2 separate regions of the Mus musculus genome follow, and region 1 is linked to region 2. Evidence: chromatin contacts called from public Hi-C data. All regions are on one chromosome and are shown on one strand. The core of a region is the stretch at or near the end of the contact, and the rest is flanking DNA. Distances in the headings are between cores, read along the strand shown. Region 1 overlaps Gm30003 (a long non-coding RNA gene). Region 2 holds the start of Eln (elastin).

The links. Hi-C and Micro-C count contacts between places; a contact is called where the count stands out from the background.
Region 1: a Hi-C map of uterus shows a contact between it and region 2, with 5 times the contacts expected there. The contact joins the enhancer-like site here to the promoter of Eln in region 2. A contact is called at or near these places in 9 of 39 promoter capture datasets (the 3T3-L1 cell line, cranial neural crest, embryonic stem cells and 4 more), 1 of 15 datasets of contacts at CTCF or cohesin (the NIH/3T3 cell line), 6 of 484 Hi-C or Micro-C datasets (the HL-1 cell line, Sertoli cells and uterus), 4 of 115 datasets of contacts at active chromatin or transcription factors (embryonic stem cells, heart atrium and intestinal villus epithelium) and 3 of 9 other capture datasets (adipose tissue, embryonic stem cells and pancreatic islet).

The regions. Positions count from the first base shown.
Region 1 is chr5:134,784,565-134,787,591 of GRCm38.p6, reverse strand. The region is part of intron 2 of Gm30003 (a long non-coding RNA gene); the gene reads right to left. Among named protein-coding and RNA genes, the nearest start is that of Eln, 39 kb to the right of the region's middle. Within about 2 kb of position 1,446, at least 36 of the 459 cell types and tissues checked have an H3K27ac peak or open chromatin away from gene starts, as enhancers often do. A contact at or near this core is called in adipose tissue, heart atrium and uterus, where this site is marked.
Region 2 is chr5:134,745,880-134,748,687 of GRCm38.p6, reverse strand. It overlaps Eln (elastin), which reads left to right and starts at 1,365. Exons shown (of 37, transcript NM_007925.4): 1 at 1,365-1,531. The coding sequence starts at 1,447. Gm30003 (a long non-coding RNA gene) reads right to left here. Exons shown (of 4, transcript XR_868587.3): 1 at 1,380-2,808.

The DNA of each region.
Region 1 (3,027 bases), core at 197-2,696, 39 kb before region 2:
GCTCGGGGTGACGTCCCAAGAAAACGTGAAGCCATTCAGCTCTGTGGCAGGGAGGGCACAGACTTTATGTGGTTTTGGAAATCCTGGCACACTCAAAGCAGGAAACCAACCCCACGCTTTGGACACACTCGCTCTTTGTCTGGGTCTCAGCAGGGGAAGGTACCAGGTTCGAATCCAGCTTGGTCACCGTCCAGGCTAGGTCAATGGTGCCAGCCTTCCACCCAACCTTGGAGAGCCATTCCCTTCCCCAGTTCCGGAATGGTGATGAGATAAATTAGGGTCAGGCTGGTTTATGACACGCCAATGCCTTCAGGGGCTGGCTCTGGTGTGAGGTGAGAAACCCTTGGGAATAAACAGCTTTCCCCACAAAGGAAAGGAGTCTGGGAGGCATGGGGTGGGTGGGCCATGCAGGCCCAACTGGAGGACACTATGCCCTCTCTGGGCAGCTACAGGCTCAGAATTTCCCCAGAAGAGCAGGACGTACCCATCGGATCTCCTAATTTATTCCAAGTAACCCTGATGTAGGACATAGATCTGGTGAAGTGAGGACAGAGAGGAGGTCTGGGTATAGAACGAACACAAAACCTCTGAGACTGGAGAGTAGCTTGGGTGGTCCGGTGCTTACTATGCAGACTTGAGGACCTGAGTTCAAATCCCAAACACTCAAATAAAAGCCCAAGGACAGAGCTAGGGAGATGCCTTAGGGAATAAAGGTGTTTGCTGCCAAATGTAACTATGTGAGTTCCATTCCTGGGACCCACTGCGGAGAAGAAGAGACCTGCTCCCGTGTGTTCTTCTCTGACCTCCACGTGTATACCATGACATAGGTACACACCTACACCTACACATGTACACACAGTATACACACACACACATGCACACATGCACACACAGGTGCACACGCACACACCAACATAAAGAAGCCGGGCAGTGCTGGCACTGCACACCTTTGATCCAAGCACTTGGGAGACAGAGACAGAAGGATCTGTGAGTTCCAGGCCAGCCTGGCCTACAGAGCAAGTACCAGGACAGCCAGACCTACACGGAAAAACCACCCTGTCTCAAAAAAAAAAAAAAAAAAAGGAAAGAAATGTAAAAGCTGCTTATCTTCTCCGGGATTTGCTGGGCACAAGCCTAACCAATCAGTGAGTTCCAGGCTCAGTGAAGAGACCCTACCCTAAAAAATTACAGTGGCGATCATATTTGACATCAATCTCTGACCTCCCTGTAAGTACATATGCACACACACACACACACACACACACATGCACGCACGCACGCGCGCGCGCGCGCGCGCGCGCGCAAACTTGAACACACACAGACAAAACAAAAGGAGACTTGAAGGGCATTTGCATCCGAAGCCTGGGGATCAGGCCGGGCTTGGCTGGATTAAGCTAGCTCCCTTGGTGCCTGGCACAGGCTGAGGCTGGGGAAAGGCCTGTCCTTTTCCAAGGCCTCCTGGTGGAGCAGGGCAGGGAGGGCTCAGGCTCGGGGGGCCGGGCGCGGTCACTCATATCTTCTCCCTTACTTCATCCTCTCCGCTCCCACTTAATGCCTCTTTTATCACACTGGGAATGGAGCCCCTGTGGAAGTCGGGGCCAAGGGAAACTCCATAGCCTGGAGCCCCAGCCTCACCCATCCTCCCCCCTTTACCTGGGTCCCTAGGCTAATACCCTAAGCCTGGGGACGGTCATCAGTGAGCCAGCCAGGGAGAAGCTGGCTGAAGAACCCATGTAGGTCACAAGCCAGGCCTGGACTGGACCCTGCCTCTCCCACACTGTGTTCTGTGCCAGGAAATAAAAGTCTTTCTTTTGTTTCTTGTCTGGGAGTTGAAGCATTGCGGGGCTCAATTGGTGGAATGCTCTCTTGACATCCGGGAAGCCTTAAGTTTGGTCCCCAACACCACATAAACTTGGTATGAGGCCTCATGCCTGTGATCCTGGCACTGTGAAGGTGAAGGCAGGAAGATCAGGGGTTCAAGGTCATCCTGTGATACATAGTAAATTCGATGCCAGTCTCGACTACATGAAACCCTGCTTCAAAAAAAATATTTTTTAATACTTGAATTGCTGTTCCAAATGAACTAGAGAATGGGTTTTGTTGTGTTTGTTTGTTTGTTTTTGGTGTGTGTGCGCGCGCGCGCGCGTATGTGTCATTGTGCTCTGCCACTGTAGTCATTGTTCCCTTGCTGACTCCTGTAATCCCCATTCGTACTGAATTCTAAAAGCCACCCTGAATTGTCATGATCCTGTGTCTCAAGAGGGGCAGAGCAGTGACCGTCCCGGACAGCTGTCATCTTACATCTTAGACTTCCAGAGTAAGGGGTAAAGGCTGTCCATGTCCCCAGACAAGGACGAAATGGAGCCCAAGCTGGATGGAGAGTCCCTGAGCCAGGTCAGAGATGGCATCCTGGAAAGTGAGGGCGGGAAGTATGAACACAGAAACCATGGAAGCGCTGGGAAAAGAGGCTGGACCATGGCTGCGCTGTTAAAGTGCTTACTCAAAAAAAAGTGTGAGGAACTGAGCTCAGATCCTTAGCACCCACCTTAAAAGCCAGGGTGCCAGCATGCTCCAGGAACCCCAGCACAGGGGGTGCCAACACACTCCTGGGACCCCAGCACAGGGCGATGGCGACAGACACACCCTCTGGAGCTTCTCGGCTGTCCAGCCCAGCCGAAAGAGACCCTGCCCCCAAACTAAGGTAGAGAGAAATTGAGGAAGACACCTGATGTCAGCCTCTGACCTCCACATACACACATACATAGTGTACATGCATGCATACACACATACACACCACATACATATATATAGATGTACCATAGACATACCACACATACACACACCATACACACACACCATACACACACACACCACACACACACACACTACGCATACACACATACACCATGCACCCCACACACACACATACCATGCACCACACGTATCACATACATACACACCATACACACATCACACTCATATACACACACCACACTCATGTACATACCACACACACATGCACACACA
Region 2 (2,808 bases), core at 116-2,615:
CTAGGACCTATGGCCTAGACTTTTTCTTCTAACCAACTATGACCTGTATACAGCAAGCAACCATCTCCCTCTCCTGTCCTACAGTACTCCACATACACTCAGGAGTCTGAGAATGACATAATCTTTCTCTGACCTACACTTCACATTCCTTAAAGCCTTACAGGATCTCCATATGCTCAGGGACAGGGTGGCCAGGGCACTGATCGCAAGCTTTCCTGGAGGGCTCTCTGCTGGTTCAGCATAGGCTGCCCCCTTCTGGCCAGTAGAGGAATAGCATCATCAAGCCTTCCCAGAGCCTCCAAGAGAATCAGTTTCCAGATGCAAGTGAGAGCATTGGACAGGTGGTGAACAAGCAAGAAGGAGAATACTGAGTTAATAGTCACCTGCACAGAGCTCCCACCTCCATGTTCCCTACCAGGCACCTAAGACCCAGTATGACCTCTGTTGGACACTGTGCCTTGCTCAGGGGCGGTGCAAAGCTGTGCTCGTGGCCCTTACAGAACCAACCAACACCTTATGCAAGGATCATCTTTGAGCCCTAGGGAGACACTAAATACATGGCTCTCACTCCCAAGCCACTCGCCTGACCTCAGCCCCTTGGTCTCTGCAACCATAGACCCATAGATCCAACACCCTTTCCCAGGCTTCAAACAGATGGCTAAGACCTGTCTCAACCATGATGAACTAGATCGTATGTCAAGGTCTCTAATCTGTTCCTAAAATGCCCCCACGGTACCATGTCTATCCTATTCTCTCTCCCAGACAATTCTGCTCGCAGACCTTGAACTCTATAGGCAGACTCCCTTAGCCCCATCAACCTACCTAACCCAGTTTTGGGTAAAGCCTGTCTCTAGCCAGGCTTGGGGGTGTTGGGGTGTCTGCAGGACCAGGGTGGGAGCTGAGGCGCGGGACAGCTGGCCTGTGTCCCCACACTGGGCCTGGGGCCCAGGCAGAGGGGCGGGGGCCTGGCTACTCCAGCCTTGGCTAGGGCTGGGATTTTTTGGCCGGGCTGCCTGGGCCCTCCCTCCTGCTTCCTCTCCAGAGGGCTGTCCTGGCAAAGGCCCCCCTTGCACTTTCTGGCGGGAACAGGGCCAGGAGCAAGCAAACAGCTACAGAGGGAAAGCGGGAAAGCGATGGGGGGGGGGGGGGGCAGAGCACGCGCGCGTCAGTGTGTGTGTGTGTGTGTGTGTGTGTGTGTGTGTGTGTGTGTGTGTGCAGGAAAATAGACCCATAGTCGAGGCAGATTCAGCCTAGGAGGCTTGCAAGTCTGGCCTTTCGTAATTGCCCCCTCCCCCGCGGCCCCCTCCCCCAGCTCCCCCTCCTCCCGCCCTCCTCTCACCCGCCCTCTCTCCCTCCCTCCTTCCCTCACAGCAGCCTACCAGGCAGCAATTACGCTTTGGGGATAAAACGAGGCGCTGAGAGCAGGCTGGGGCAGTCCTCCCCGAGATGGCGGGTCTGACAGCGGTAGTCCCGCAGCCTGGCGTCTTGCTGATCCTCTTGCTCAACCTCCTCCATCCCGCGCAGCCTGGAGGTAAGGGGCCCCTCGCCGGTCCCACGCTGCCCCTCGCTGGTCCCACGCTGTCCACAATCTGCGGGACCCTGCCGGCCAGGTGGCAAGACTGATGGGGAATCCCGGAGATGGATGAGCCCTTCAGCTCCAGATCCCCCCTCCTCGAGACAGGGAGGGTTCTGGGAACTGTCTCCTCTTGGGAGCCAGCTCCGTGTTAGGGGTCCTGTCAAAGCTACACTCCCGCCAGTCAGGATGGTCCCTACCTCCTGTCCAAGCTCGAAGGGGTCCTCTGAGTCACCTGAGTACTTTCCAGTGGTGGTGGCAGTTTGCATACCTGTGCACACCTGTGTACATACCAGCCTGGGGAGAGACAATCCTGGTTTGTCTTTGCTTGGAGATGTTCGGATTCTGTGTGTGTGTGTGTGTGTGTGTGTGTGTGTGTGTGTGTGTGTGTGTATGCGCCCGTGTGTGTTTCATACTATGTTGCACAGGTGTCAGTGTGAGGTTCTAGCCAAGCATGTCCCTGAAGGAAATGTGTCTGGGATGGTATGAAGGTCTGTTCACAAGTCCGTTCCTAGACAGATGGAGGTACAGGGAGGCAAACCGTGAAGTTGTGTGATGGGATCTGCCAAAGTCCAACACCCAGCTGGGCGTGGTGAGCCACACCTGTGACCCCCAACATGTAAGTTCAAAGCCAACCAGACCCCGTCTCAAGAGCAACCAGGAGGGTTGAGGACGTCCCTGTTGATGGAAGGCATGCTAAACATTCTCAAAGCTCTGAGTAAACTAGGTGGGCGTGGTGACACATACCTGTGTGGTGGTCATCGGAGGATCAGGAATTCAAGACATCATTGGCTACCTAGTGAGCCATTTGGGTTCTATCAGGCTGTCTTAAAAAAAAAATGTCCTAAAGACGTCTGGTGCCCAGGTGTAGGACGTCACTGTGTGTGTGTGAGCGTGAGCGAGTCCATGCCTGTATGAGGGTTTGCTGAGATGGAATACAGGCCAGAGCGTGAGCTGGGGAAAGTGCCCATCTCCTGGCAATCAGGACATGGCTGGTATCAGAGGCTGAGCCTCAAGGTATCCTTTTGGTCATCTGATATGTATCCTGACCGGGCATGTTGGGTTATGGGGAGGAAGGAGTCTGCTCCCAGATGAAAGGTGCATCCAGCTGTGGGGAAAGAGGTGTGAACCTATGAACCATCTGCTGGGGTCTGGTTTCCCTAAGAGACCTCATTGTTGTGGGAACCTGAACTTGGACTGGGGACAGGAGGCTACAGGGCGGGGTTGGACAGGGC